Linked DNA regions of Mus musculus: region 2 is linked to region 1. A link is a contact called in public targeted proximity ligation data. All regions are on one chromosome and are shown on one strand. The core of a region is the stretch at or near the end of the contact, and the rest is flanking DNA. Distances in the headings are between cores, read along the strand shown. Region 1 overlaps Exoc6 (exocyst complex component 6). Region 2 overlaps Myof (myoferlin).

The links.
Region 2: a contact with region 1 is called in a targeted proximity ligation map of acute myeloid leukemia, with 4 times the contacts expected there. A contact is called at or near these places in 4 of 130 datasets of targeted methods (acute myeloid leukemia, embryonic stem cells and extraembryonic endoderm stem cells).

Annotation. Positions count from the first base shown.
Region 1 is chr19:37,661,722-37,669,199 of GRCm38.p6, forward strand. The region is part of intron 20 of Exoc6 (exocyst complex component 6); the gene reads left to right. Among named protein-coding and RNA genes, the nearest start is that of Cyp26c1, 20 kb to the right of the region's middle.
Region 2 is chr19:37,958,384-37,965,861 of GRCm38.p6, forward strand. It overlaps Myof (myoferlin), which reads right to left. Exons shown (of 54, transcript NM_001302140.1): 20 at 2,537-2,714; 21 at 1,331-1,455. Among named protein-coding and RNA genes, the nearest start is that of Gm52397, 24 kb to the right of the region's middle.

The DNA of each region.
Region 1 (7,478 bases), core at 2,565-5,064:
TTTGTGTGTATCTTCTTTCTGAGCAGAAAGCATAATGTTCCCATTTCAGAGGAAACATGTCTGACCTAAACATTGTAACTGGCCATCATTTCTCTAGTGTGGTTGTTCTCAACCTCTAGGCCACAACCCCTTTTAGTCAAACAACCCTTTCACGGGGGTCACATATCAAATATCCTGCATATCAGATATTTACATTATGATTCATAACAGTAACAAAATTACAGTTATAGGAACAATGAAATAATTTATGGTTGGAGGGTCACCACAACATGAGTGTATTAAAGGGTCTCAGCATTAGGAAGGTTGAGAACCACTGCTCGAGAGGCACTAAAGGCTGGTCAGACTAATCAAGAGCACCAAGAGCGGCTCTATTTTCAGATATTTCTTCATGTGTTTACAGACAGATGTTTGAGCACATGCCCTGGCCACTGTTGAAGTGCTGGGAAACCCACGGTGACTGAGACAGGCAGAAATGCTGTTCTCATAGTTCTCTACTGTTTTCAGAATTGCGTCTTAGAAGGAGATCCACAGCAGACAGTGATGGTTTCAAATAGCTTTAGATGGAATGCTGAAGAGCTTCCTGATGGTGTGAGGTAAATACATGTCGTGGTAACTGGAGGTGAAGTGGGCTGCTCAGTCATGATGATCAGGACTCTTTCAGGAAGTGGCCTTTGAGTAGGTACCTGGATGAACTGGGAAGGCGAGCAGATGTAGATTGTGCAGAGCCTTCAGATGGGCCAAAGAACAAACAATGGTGATGATTATGGCTAGCATGTAACGAGCCAGGGATGACATAGGAAGATTACCAGCACAGAATATCCATCCAGGACCTTGGAAAGGAGTCAGGGATAGTAAATGTGATGGGGAATTAGCCAGGGAGCTTGAATGGGTATCTTGTTGTACTTGACACTTAGATTATTTTGATTGCTTTAAAAAGAGTAGATATTTAAAAAGACAGGTTTCGAATCAGAAATATCAATAAGATTGCTTTGGTAGTCTCAGATTCAAGTGACTGAGGTGTTGTATATTGACCATGTGATTGACACAGTGATGTCATCATTTAGACTCAGAATTTTTATATCTTAAGTATTGCATATAGTTGAGTTTGTTTTGAACAACTGCTTTGCTTTTATCTCAGGGATCCTGCATTTTCTAATTAACTCCATTTTTGAGCTATAAAGCATGGATATGTAGTACAGCATCATTTGTATTCTGTATACTCTTCTCTCCCACAATCACTGTCCCTAAGTTTTCTTGTCCCTACATTGTGTTGATTTTGCACCTACCTTTGTAAGTTGCCATAAAGCCCTTTGGAACAATGTGGTTTATAAATAAACACTTGTTATGGGAATCCTAAAATGTTTTGCAGTTGGAAGTACTACATGTAAATGGACTTTCTTTACCTGTTTACTAAATAAACCTTTCTTGATTTCATCAAATATCCAAGCAGTAAAGAAGTACAGTAGATAGTAGACATGAGCTGGGGCAGTGGTGGGAATCCTAAAATGTTTTGCAGTTAGAAGTACTACATGTAAATGGATTTTCTTTACCTGTTTACTAAATAAATCTTTCTTGATTTCATCAAATATTCAAGCAGTAAAGAAGTACAGTAGATAGTAGACATGAGCTGGGGCAGTGGTGGGGGTGTATGCTGTAACCTCGGCACTCAAGAGGCAGACTGGAAGGTTGTGAGTTTGAGGCCTGCCTGAGGTGTACTCTCAGGCCCTGCTTCAATAAAGACTAGTCTAGCTGGGCGATGGTGGCACACGCCTTTAATCCCAGCACTTGGGAGGCAGAGGCAGGTGGATTTCTGAGTTCGAGGCCAGCCTGGTCTACAGAGTGAGTTCCAGGACAGCCAGGGCTACACAGAAAAACCCTGTCTCAAAAGATCCAAAAAAAAAAAAAAAAAGACTAGTCTACTTGAGAGATGAGTTAGTTGGTATCAAAGAAGACAGTGTTATCCTGGCTAAAGAGCAGAAGCTTGAAGAGTGCGAATAGGAAGCCATAAGCTGTGCTAGTAAGACCATTGTTGAACAGGACAGCAGACACTGCAGGGCTCCCACCTCACTTAATAGGTGTGACGTGACCTTGGAGAGCAGTTTCCTGCACTATGTCAGCTGTCCGGTTTAATAGGCAAGGTTGTATGGTTTACTTCTGGGAGAGGTTTCTTTACTGACATGGTTGTCATTGCTAAAGTCAGTGACTTGTGGGAGTCAACTTGTGGAGGCCATCAGTTGACTGTCAGCTGCTCTCATCCTGTACTTAGCATATGTCATCAGAACAATGGCAGGGTGGTGGCTCCGCTGAAAATAATGGCCAACTATTTAGACCTGGCCCTTCCTTCAACCAGTGCTTGAGAAAGGAAGCCCCTTGTTCTCTTTATCCCTCTTGCCTACTCTCTTCTACCTTTCTATTGCATAGGCCATACCCTAGATGACTACAGGTTACAAATTCTAGAAAAGAGCTTCTGTCAATCACCAAGGAAAAATAGGAGACCCCTGTAACTTTATAAGACTCAAATTGCGTTTGACTCGAACAACCCTGGACTCTGTCTTGGGGCATGAACAAATCTTGGAAGTTATGAAGGAAGTATTTGGCTAGAATTCTTGCCATGGAGACTGGGTGTCTGCCAAGATTTTACTTTGAAATTTCTGTCTTCTGTTTCTAATCTTAAGGCATCATAACGGACAATTCTTTTGCCACCAGTCTATTTTATTCTTTTATGAAGAAGTCACTTTTAAATAACAATTATTTCCACTATAATTAAACAAATCTCCTTTTGTTTGCATGATTTTTGTTACCATATTGTATATACACCCTGCTTGCTTAAACTTGCCCGCATAATTCCTTCACAGGAACTCTACTTAGGAGTTTCAAAGTCTTCGACTGCTTAAAGTATTAATGAGATTTGCCAAAGTTGTAGTATCCGAACGCTCGCCTCGATGCAGCGGCAGGACAGTGAGCTTGTCCACACAGCTCCTCTAGCAGGCTTTTTATTCTTTAGACAATTCTAAATTCATCTGAAGTGCCAGAGACTTAAAGGAAGATGTATCGTGGTCTATTCCTGAATATAACAAGACCAGACATCTCAGAGAGTTTACCTTAAGGTCCAGATATGAGAAAAGTATGCTGCCCTTTGGGAACGCTTAAATTATGAAGGATTAGTCTGAACCTAGATGGCTTTACCGTTCTCTTCCCTGTGTTCCAGTGCTGGAACTGTAGGTCATGGCTGATATTTAGATATGGAGGTGACTTGTGCTCAGACCTTCAGTTAGTAATAACATTTTGAACTCAGGTTTTTAAATGTTATTTTAAGAATTAAGTGTAAGGTGCTTTATGGTATGAGAAATTATTCTTCAAAATAAAGCATATTTTTTTCTCTTTCTCTGCTGAAGACAGAGCCAAGGGCTTTGTACATACTAGGCATATGCTTTACCACGTAGCTATGTCTCAAGCCTAGTTTCTCATTTTAAAATAAGTACACACCCATAAGAAGTGTAGGACCCCAGGACACTTCACCCAGCTTTCCCAGTGATAGCTATAGTATGATCATCAAGACCACGGAAGTGTTTAAAACATACCAAACCAATCTCACTTCTCCCCTTCTCTACAGCCTGTCAGAGTAACTCGGCTGCTTCCTTCCAAGCCCTTTGTTATTCACGTGTGTGTGTGTGTGTGTGTGTGTGTGTGTGTGTGAGGTCGCTTAAGGGCATGCACATAGTTACTCTTTGCCTTGAGAGCCTATCTCACTGAATGTAGCCCAAGCTGGCCTTGTATGTGATCTTCCTCCCTCAGCCTCCTGAGTGCCAGCCCACCAGGCTTAGTCATTTCCTTTTCTTGCAGAGTGGCTGGGGTCATTTATGTTACGTTGTAACTACCATTTTAAATGCAACATGCTGTTGTTTTGTGTTGATGAATATAGACCACTCGATTCACTTTGATTTATTCATGCTGTTCTGTAGTAAGAACACACCATAATCTATTGAAGCACGTGTCTTTATTGTTAGACATGATAGAATCTCAAGAGTTTCAACTATAAGTAATACCACAGATAATACCCTTATATAGTGAGCAGTTGTAGTTATTTTAGTAGGCATTTAGAAGTAATATTTATATATATATTGTCAAAAGCATGCTAATCATTTAAAAAGAGCTACTAAGTAATATAACAAGAAAATTAACAGATATGTGGAAAAAACACGTTAATGTATAGTTGGGTAGACATAGACCGTCTCCTTATTTATGATATAAGCATTACAATTCTCCATTGTGGCAGGAGTTTTTGTTTGATTGATTTGTTTGGTTGTTGTTGCTGTTGTTGTTTTGGTGTGGAACGGATGCTCAGGGGATCAAATGCAGGCCTGCTAGGCACGCACTCTACTATGGAACTACATTCCCTAGCTGGCTTGATTGATTTTTAGGGAAATTTTCAATGTGCCTCCATAGAGTGACAGTTATAAGGCAGTATATAAACTATAGTCTTGGATGTAAATGGTTTTAAGGTTAACAATATTCTTACTGTTTTTTGCACTGAAAGAAATAGCCTAAAGTTCCTAGAACAGTCTTCCGCAGTAAAAGGTAGAAATCTCTCTGGCTTTGATGAATATTACACATGCTATTATAATTATTAAATATTAACCCAGTAGTCACAGTATTGAACGAGGAACTTTTGGGGGGGTGCGGGGGGCTCCTTGAGACAGGGTTTTTCTGTCCTGGAACTCACTTTATAGACCAGGTTAGGATAAGAGATCAGCTGTCTCTGCCTCCCAAGTGCTGGGATTAAATACCACTAACACCCTGCAGGAAACTCTTTTAGAAATGAATTCACTTTGGGGCCAAACTCTCTAGTATTCATTTATAAGTCCTTTCTAGGGCCAGTGAGATGACTACTGTATTCTAATTCTGATGTCTCAGAGAGCTGTTCAGACTCCACTAGCATTTTGTTTTGTTTTATTTAAAACAGGATCTCACTGTGTAGCCCTGGCTGGCCTTGAACTCCCAGAGATCTGCCTGCCTCTGCCTCCAAAGTAGTACTGGGATCAAAGGAGTACACCTCTATTCCTGGCCCACTGCTGGCACTTGAAAAAAATGTGTTCCTTCTCATCGGTGCTGGTGTGTGAGTGAGTGTGTGTGTCAGAGTGTATGAGTGAGTGAGTGTGTGTGTGTGTGTGTGTGTATGTGTGTGTGTGAGAGAGAGAGAGAGAGAGGGAGAGAGGGAGAGAGAGAGAGGGAATTGTGAAAGAGCTTTTGATTAATGATGTTCAGGGAAAGGGGGGAGTGAGGCAAAGGCCTGGCTGATCTCAAACTCAGCAATCTTCCTGCCTCAGCACATTCAGTTATACACATTTTGGAAACTCACAGCAGCCTTTCCTGTTTCTCTGTGGGATGTGTTGGATACTGCCTTTCCAGGCACTCGTTTCCTGTGCATCCCTCATGTTTGCTGATTGAAATAGCTGATTATTCGGTGTAAGTGAGTTCTCTCCCAACTCTGGTTATCCACTCCTTTTTGCCTCCTGATCTTTGTGTAGTATTTATTTTCTCCTTTTGTTTCTTCTGTGCCCCTGCCATCTGAAACCCCTCATTCTGATGGAAAATGGCACTAGCCATTAGAGGCTTTGGCAGAAAGATTTCTTCTCCTCCTCTTCCTATTGCTGTGGTCACCCTACCTAGAGCTAGCCCTCTCTGTGTGGAGTGCTTGCCTTCTTCACTGGCTCCACTCCTCCTGCACCTCCTGTCATTCGTGCTGCCAGCCGTCCTCACTGTTAGCTTTTCCAGTGCTTCTGTTTATACTCATGTGCCCTTTTTTCTTCAGTCTCAGGTAATAGCCATTTTTTAATGAGATCATGGCACTTCCAGAAAGTGCAACTGGGTACCTCTCTTGTGTTTGAATTTGAGGCCAGCCTGGTCTACACAGTGAGTTCCAGGAAAGCCATGGCTAGACAGAGTAACTTTGTCTAGAAAAAGACAAAAAAAAAAGAAAAAAACCAAACCAAACCAACAAACCAAACAAAAACAAAAGAATGAACAACAACAACAACAACAACAAAATGTACCACACTAGAAACACAGATGGACATGTTTTTGTCTTTCCTTGTTCTCACAATTCATTGAGTAAATTCAAAAGCCATGCCAATTTTGTTGGGTACAACTTACCAGGTAGTCTCAATTTCCACTGATAGTAGCTGCAAGTGCAGGATCTTTTATTCCAGTCTTAATTACTAGTAAGAGCTCAGGTCACATCTCTGCTTCTACCTCCCAAGTGCTGGGATTAAAGGCATGAGCCACTACCGCTTGGCGTGTAGTATACTCTGAACAGTACCCAGGCTGAGTGTATAGCTTAGGGAGTTGATCAAACAAGGGTAGAAAAATTTTAAGGAAATGGGGACACAAGAGAGGTACCCAGTTGAACATCTGTAGTGTATGTGTGTGCATGCGTGTGTGCGTGCATGTGTGTGTGCATGCGTGTGTGCATGTGCGTGCGTGTGTGTGTGTGTGTGTGTGTGTGTGTGTGCGCGTGTGTGCGTGTGTGTGTGTGTGTGTGTGTGTGTGTGTATACACCTTTCTGGAGGTGGCAGAGGCAGAGAGATAAACAGAAGCAAAGGAAAAGACTGCTGTGGTTAGATAAGGTAGTAACACGCCTGGGTGAAGGGCTGCTGGATGCACACATAGCCTGGCTTTAGGACCTGAAGGTTCAGTTGAGCTGCAGAGCTGAAGTACAGGCATGGAGGCCACAGAGGTAAAGACCATGGACGGTTGGATGGATAACTAGAGTAGGCTATATTAGCACTCTGTGACGCTCCACCTTCCTCACACAGTTATTATGAGTGCTTTACCTCTCAGTCACATGGCTGGTCAGATGACAGGTCAGAAAGGTTCTCTCCGTCCCAGTGTGTTAGCTACTCTCCGTGTCAAAGGGTTCCAGGGGATGATGTACCATTTGTTAACCTAGTATGTTCTAGAAGTTTTCCAGCCTGCTTTATTTTATGTAGGGTTTTTCTGTGTTCTTGTGCATGTACATTCCCAGTCTCCTTTGATCAGTCTATAGGTGGGCTCTTTTTATTTTCTGAAATAACACTGTATTCGCCAGACCATTCCTGTGGGCAGTGCTGAACAGGTGGTGCTGTCTATGTATCCAACAAGGTGTGTGAGTCACCCTTCTACATTTGTACTCAATCACCAGGAAGGTCTTGCTTTCTGCTATGCCACGTGGAAAATGTAGAGCAGGGCACAGTCTCACCTCAACAGTTCCACCCAAGACACTTTCTCAGGGCTGCTTCTCCCCAGCAGTGTGCTCTCAAAACGCCGTGGGTGGAATCGGCATACTGGCTGGCAGTTGTGTGACTGTCCCGTTACACTTACGATTTTCTTGAATGCAAAGACTGGGTCATCACAGTGTCAAAAGTAGTGCTTGTCATGATCTCTTTATTACAGAAGAGGGAGTTGAGATCAAGGTAGAGCCCCTTTAAATGGTTAATTCA
Region 2 (7,478 bases), core at 3,443-5,942, 300 kb after region 1:
GGGGCTGATCACCCCACACTCATGATCACTCGCTGCCTGTGAGGTTCAGGACGATCTGCCCAGATCTGTAGTCATCAATGATTTCAAATTCCCCAATGCAACCATGCCCCTCACCACAGACAGAAGCCAGACTGTGACTTTGGAACCTAATAAAGACCTGGCACGTGCCTTGTTGCTATTCTTGAGGGCATCAGCCAGGACATTCACATGCACCATTTTGGTGAAAAAGAAAAGTGGTAGAAATATATATATCTTTGATATAAAGCTGCCTGTATATAAAAAAGCAATAATTTTTTTGTTATGGAGTTTTTCATCAGATATTTTCTTATATATCTTGGTCTATCATTTATAAAAATGATATTAATATAAACTGAAATTATTTTATTAATGTATTTTAATCACATATTAATGAGATTAATGTGATATTTCCATACATATGAGATGGATTGATTATGTTCAAACACCTTTTTCCCCCACACTCTAAATTAACATTAATGCTGAATGGATTTTTATAGAAGTAACTTAGTATCTTAAATTAAGTAGAAATGTCCCAAATGTGGCACCTTTCTCCTCACTGTTGTAGCCTACCAATGTCAAGAAGACGATCAATCACATGCCTGCTCTTATGCAGGTCTACCAAAGGGACCCCCACCCCAACCAGAGGGACCCCCACCCCAACCTCCTCCAGGCTTCAGAGGAGTTCCCCGAGTCTGAAGCAAGAGCAGAGACTGGCAGCCCTGGTTCTTCCCATAGCAGAGACTATCTCTGTAATAAGAGCAAAGTTGTACAAGTTGCACCCGGCTACTGGAACAAAGCATCCTTTATATGCAAATCCTCTGCCCAGCCTTCTACATCCTCCCGTCTTTCTCAGTAAGAAAGCCTTTCTCCTGGCATGTGCTCACACAAACGTAAGACTAGACTTCCTCGTGGTGGGTGTGGCTGTAGGACTGGAATTCTGGTGAATGGAAAGTGAGCAGAAATCTGGGTATGACGTCCTAATTTTCCCTAATGAGGGGCTCTTGTCACCTTCTCATGTGTTTTCCTCCCTTTAGGCTGGAGGGTGGATGTCCTAGTGAGTTGTCTCTAAGGGATGGACTGAGGTAACTCCTTAGTTCCTTAGTAAAGGTTAGGACAGCCATGGGGAAAGAGTGGGCACCAGTACCGGTGAACTTCTACAAGTTCTGGACCATTTCCTCAGTTGTTACTGAATTGCTCTATTGTTGACCATTGTGTGTTTAAGATCTTGTGCTACAGTTGCCAAGCTTGTATATTACCTACCCCGTGCTTACCTTACTGTCTGCGAAAAGGAAATGCTGGACAGATAACTCACCAGCCGTTCTGCCATGACTAGGAGAGTGTTCACTGCATCCAGGCGGTGACTAATATCCTCCCAGTAGGAAGTCAGGGTGACCACGGGCTTCGTGTGGGCCCAAGGTAAGTAGTAATAGTAGTTCCCTGGTAAGGAGTGTCAGGAGTCAGTGAACAGGGACACTTGAAAAGGACAGCATATTTGTTACATAGATGTGTGAACAGAGCTACCCATTAATCCACAGGCCCGGGGAATGGTCTTGGCTAAGGTTTGTTTGCTGTTTGGGGAGCTGGAGATTAAACCCAGAGCCTCATACAAGCTAGGACAGTTCTCTACTGCTGAGCCACACCCGGGCGCTATTCTGACTCATCAATTTTAATCAGGCAAGCAACAGAGAATAGATGCTTTATTCTTTTATTTTGTGAACCTTTCTAAAACACCAGCACAGGGAGGACAACCATCTTAGGAACAATTTGTGGTTCAGGATCACACAGCTGAGCACCCATGATGGTTACATCATATGGCATGGTAGAATGCAGAGCACTGGAGGTTAGACTCACTGTTTCTCTGTGGAACTGTGCTTTTAAATGATTGCTTTTGCTGAAAGAAGAGCAGTCCCGCCCCACACCCTGTTCTTCGCAAACCTCGGCTGCCCACATGGGGTTGGCATGACTCGGAGGCTTTCTGTAATTAAGACTAAATGCCTCACATTTTCTGGGGCATTTTATGTCTTAAATTTGCTCATACAAAAAAATTTAGATAAAAATATAGCAGTCCTGTTGGGCTGTTTATGTGTACCGGGCCATATACACAAACATACAATTAAAAAGAGAAACAAAATCTTTTAAAAGAGAGCTGGGTGACAGGACTGGGTGAGCACTGGTGAGAATCAGCCTGGCTTTTCCAGTGTCTGAGCCAGAGTGCCACCATTGTCAACCACCGAATCTAAGGGGGATTTGCAGTTGGTTGGGGTGCAGCTGCTTTAGGGAGTGTGGTATTTAGTGGGGTCATCATCTTGGGATTTTATGAGCTCTTGTGTCCAGCCTGGGACACTGTTCCACAGATTTAGCAACTATTATGGGTACCTAAAATCCAATGCTCTTTCTTAAATTGACTAATGAGATGCTGAGGATAATGGCCCTCGGAGCGAAAATACAGTATATGCTTCTTGTCCTGGGGTGTGCCCTCTGTACGCATGAATAAGAGAGAACTTCACACCAGTCTTACCGTCAAATACTGCACGGCTGTATTGAGTGGTTGATGCCAAAGGTTTACAGGTTGCATCAAACTTGTTGCCATAGTTCCCAATGCTGACTTCAAACTGAATGGCCTCACCAACATCTTGCAACATGGTGGCTGAATGGAACACGGCGGACAGGCTATACTTCCGCCTTCGCTGGTACTTCTGAAAAGTAGGAATAGACATAAGGTTCAGTACAACTTCATGTGCCTGTATCTGTATGTGGATTCCCAGCAGATGAAGTGCTAAGGCTAGTTGATTAGTGCTGTACTAAATTCCACAGGGCTATGTTCTTGGATCAGTCAACTCTCCTTCTCATGTAGGTGGGCAGAGACTAAAGTAGTAGGATTATCACCATGGAAATGATTGACAGAGGGGGAAAACTATGTGTCTACAAGTCATGCTTCAAACAAGTTACATTGCTATTGAATAGGGCGAGAACTCATAACAACTTAAATAAGTCTCAGTGTAAGCATAGGAAAGGGGACGGTTTTATTTTATTATTACTTACTTTGCTGGTGATTAATCTCAGACCTTTCAACGTGCTAGGCAAGCACTCTACTAGAGCAATATATCCCCTGCTCTAAACAGATATATTTAAAATGAATTCATTCAATAAATACTTTTTAATATTGATGCACATGAAGATGGTCTGGAAAAATATAACAGCAATACTATCATAGAAGGCAGAGAGAGATGGCAACTTTATTTCCTGGCTTATACATGTTTGATATTTTGAGTCACCTAAGTATTAATTTTCTAATCAAAAATAACAATAAAGATTTTAATTTTCAATTAAAAAAATGAGTGAATTATATTTTCTCTCTTTCTCGCTTCCACCCTCAGTTTCTCTCTGTCTCTCTGTCTGTCTCTGTCTCTCTTTCTCCCCTTGAGTAACTTGACTGATCCTTTCTTTCTCTTTCAATCTATACCATGGCCTTTATTCAATTGAATGGATCACAAATCGTGGGTGGAGCTCACTTGTATGAGGCAAAAAAAATTTGGATACCTATTTACAGAGATATCCAGACAATGGCCTTTAAAACATCCAAAAACACAAAACTAAACTAAAGCGACATTCTCTTTATTTATTAAGCATAACCAGACATAATTATTTGCAAGCTTTTCCTTTCTTGCTGATGCTTTTTTGAGCTGTTACAGCAGTCATTCCCATTCCCCAGGGCTCCGGAGGGGGTCTCTACTTTACATCACTTAATGAAGTACTTGAGAAAAAGTCTGTTAAAGGGAGAGCCTTCCCATGCATCTTACCTACCGCAGCAATGGGAAGTCCTCTGTCCCCTCTCAGTATCAAAAGACACTTTCCCCCTCAATTCAATCAAAACCAAGCAAACATCTTGTTATCCTCTAGTCGTCCATCGTGGTTTATTTGTCACTGTGCTATTATTTGTTGAGAATGTATACAATGTATTTGTGTACTGTTCATCCCCCTTAACTCCTCCCAGGTCCTATGGCTTTATTTAAATTGTCTTTTTCTTTTGAAAACATGTTTGCTTTGTGTGTGTGTGTGTGTGTGTGTGTGTGTGTGTGTGTGTGCGCGCGCGCGCGCGCCTGAGTGCCTTGTATGTATGTGAACCAAGTCTTTGCAGGAGCCACAGGGGTCATAAAAGCGTTGGGCACCCTAAAACTGGAATTACAGACAGTTGTAAGTCCTCATATGTGTAGTAATAATCAAACCCTCTGAAAGAGCAGTAAGTGATCCTAAATGCTGAGTCGTCTCTCCAGCCCTCTGACCCCTGAACCAATGCTCTTTTCCTAACAAAACATAAATGTATGTCTCCGTCACTATATAGAGGGCACTTTCCCCATTACACAAGAGATCAAGTAAATTTATATCACTGTGCTATAATCAATAACCACCCACCCAGGCCTAGAACTCTTTTCACATTACAAAGCTGACGTTCAAATAAAAACTCTCCATTTCTCCCTCCCTCCAGCCCCTGGCAGCTACCATTCTCTTTCTGCCTCTGGATTTGACTAGGCTAGCTTCTTTGACTGTGTGGTATGTAGTTATCCTGTGCTGTGTGTAATTCACTTAGCACAATGTCTTCTATATCATCCACGTTGTGGTACATATACTTCCCCCTTTCCCCAGTTCTATTTTGTTGTATGAAAACACTTCATTTGTTCATCCAGTCACCAAGTGATGGACACACACGCAGCTTCCACCTTTTGGCTATGATGAACAACACTGGGTGTGCACGTTCCTGCTTCCAAACCCTTTGAGTCTGCACTCAGAAGTGCAACTGCTAGATTCTATAGTGATTCTATTTTTATTTTATGGGGTCTGCTTTAAGAACATGTTTTGTTCTGTTTCGTTGTGAGACGAGCTCTCACTATGCCTTGGCTGGCTTTGAAATCACAACCTTCTTGGTTCAGTCTCTAGGTGCTGGTATTATAAATATGCCTTGTCATGCCTGGCTGTCGTGAGAACTTTTATCATCTTGTAGTCTTGTAGAGGTAGAAAGAGAAGGGAACAGTCCCCTAGATAGCTCATGGCTGTGAAGTCGCCATTTTGGTGAAAGGCGATTTTCTTATAGCAGATAGAGCAGAGCCCTCTAAGAAGGTTCTGTCAGAAACTCCTCTGAGCCCTTGAAGAATTCTTTCTAAATCGCTGGCTGCAGCCTCAGCTTCACTTTCCATTTTAGTCATAATTTTATATGCAACATAACTTCTCCTTTATAAAGTACTAAGCATGATTTAAGAAAAGGGAAGTTGGTTTTTTTTTTTTTTTAAAGGAAACATAGTTTGGGCCCTGAGTCTGTGAGACACCTCCCCACACCACCACCACCACCACCACCACCACCACCGTAAATGTGAGCCCATCACCGTGCATGAGGTGGGGTTCTGGGCAGATCTAAAAGAAAAAAGGAGTTGATCATGACAGTCACCTTGTCCTGCTTTATGAGGAAGCCATAATAAAAGTATGACTAATACAAATAACTTCCTTCTTTTAAGTCCTTAGAAAATTCACATTTATGCTTCCAATTCCCCCAGTATTCTTGAATCATGGGTAATTGGGGGGCTTCATTGCACGCACAACTCAGCAGCAGAAGGCTCCCGATAAATGGCTTCAGTGTCCCCAGCTCCTCCAGGGCCAAAGCAGTGGACTAAGCTAGGGAAGCTTTTAAGAGTAAATATCCAGGCTTAAGCTCCCCAGGAAACTGGTGCGACCAGCCACCACAAGCTCCTGCTACTACGCCTTCCTTACCATGATGGAACGTACTCTTGAACTGTAAGCCAAAATGAACCCCTCTTTTCTAAAGTTGCCTTTGTCCAGTATTTTGTCACAGCAACAGAAACAAACAAACAAACAAAACACCCCGAACCTAATACAGGTTCCAGAAGGAAGGACTGTGATTGATATGGTACTTATCAATTACACCAGGGTCCACAGAGAACAAAGAAAGAGCACGGGGTACTCACTGAGTCGGGAAGACTGCATCTGCCTAAGTCTGCCCTGCACACAGACATCCAAGCCAAGATTCCATCAGAAACCCTGAGATGTTCTCATGCAACGCCCACACAGTTGTCCACAGAAGCCTTCCCAGGTTCCTCACCCTAATCACCACGGTAGTGCCCTAATTCCTAACCCTTTCACTCTGGAGGTTAGATTTGAACATATGACTTCTGGGGTGACAAAAACGCTCAGACCGTACTAACTTACAAGGTCTGTCTTCCTGAGATCATAGCGATTCTCTGACTACAAGAGCCTCATCACATTTTGGGATATCCCCAGGAATTATAACAAAGTAACTGAAAATTAGAGGTAGGTGGACAATTTCTGATCTTAATGCAGAGTTGCTGCACCTGTGTTGGGATTAATGGAGCACAGAGTCTCACTCTCTCTGCTGAGCATGCCCTGTGCTTGAGTCGGTGTACTGGAGCATGGGGAGTGTATTTATATACTCGCCTTTGAGGATACTTGATTTAAAGTCTCAGCTTAGCACAGCCATGCCATACTATACACCAAGAGACAGGGATACCTCAGGAGTAATCAAAACCTAAATCCAAGAACAGTGCTATGGCATTTACTGGAGAATACATGCATACATACATAAATGTATACATACACATATATATCTGGGGTTAGGGAGGACTAGAAATTTCTTTTTTTTTCTTTTTTTTAATTAGGTATTTTCCTCATTTACATTTTCAATGCTATCCCAAAGGTCCCCCATACCCACCCCCTAGAAATTTCTTAACAGTTATCTCTTAATGGCTTATTATAATAGCCTGTGAACCTGCTTTAAGAGATTGGCTAAGTCTTAGAAAAACTGTAAGCAGTTCTAGATTCTAGAGGCAGACGTGTGAATGAACATTCAAGACAGATCACACATCCTTCTTTTGGGTAATCTTCATGGGTGGGTTTAAAAGCAAATGTCTACTATAGTTCTTTTACTATTTATATTACCCAAATTGAATCATTCTATATGGTAACATAAACTTCCAGGGCAGCAGTTTTGCCCAGGCTATGATCTTTGCTAACTTGCTTTTTTCCCCCTGTGTACAGTTGTGCCCTATGCCTTGTTCCCAGAAGAGACAAAGTGAGGGGTGAAGAGAAAGGCAACCTATATTGAAATTGGTGCAACCCAAAGGCTGAGCTCTAGATGTCCCAAACCCCAATCGTGTATGATGGGTAAGTCTACCAGTACTGCTTTAGGTACTAGCCTGACCTAATCATCCTAGTGGAAGTCAGTGAACACGGCCATGGAGCGTCGGGGAGAGAAGAGTCTCGGCTACAATGAGTAGCTATTCTTCCTGTTGGTCATCCTAAAAGGGGTCAGATTTTATAACTGCCAGACATTAGTTGACTTCAAGGAAGAAAACTGTCCTGGCTCAGCTGAGAGCTTGTGAGAGCTGGGCCTGAAAGCTGAGATAAGAATGTGTTCAAGGCACTAACCGGGCCAA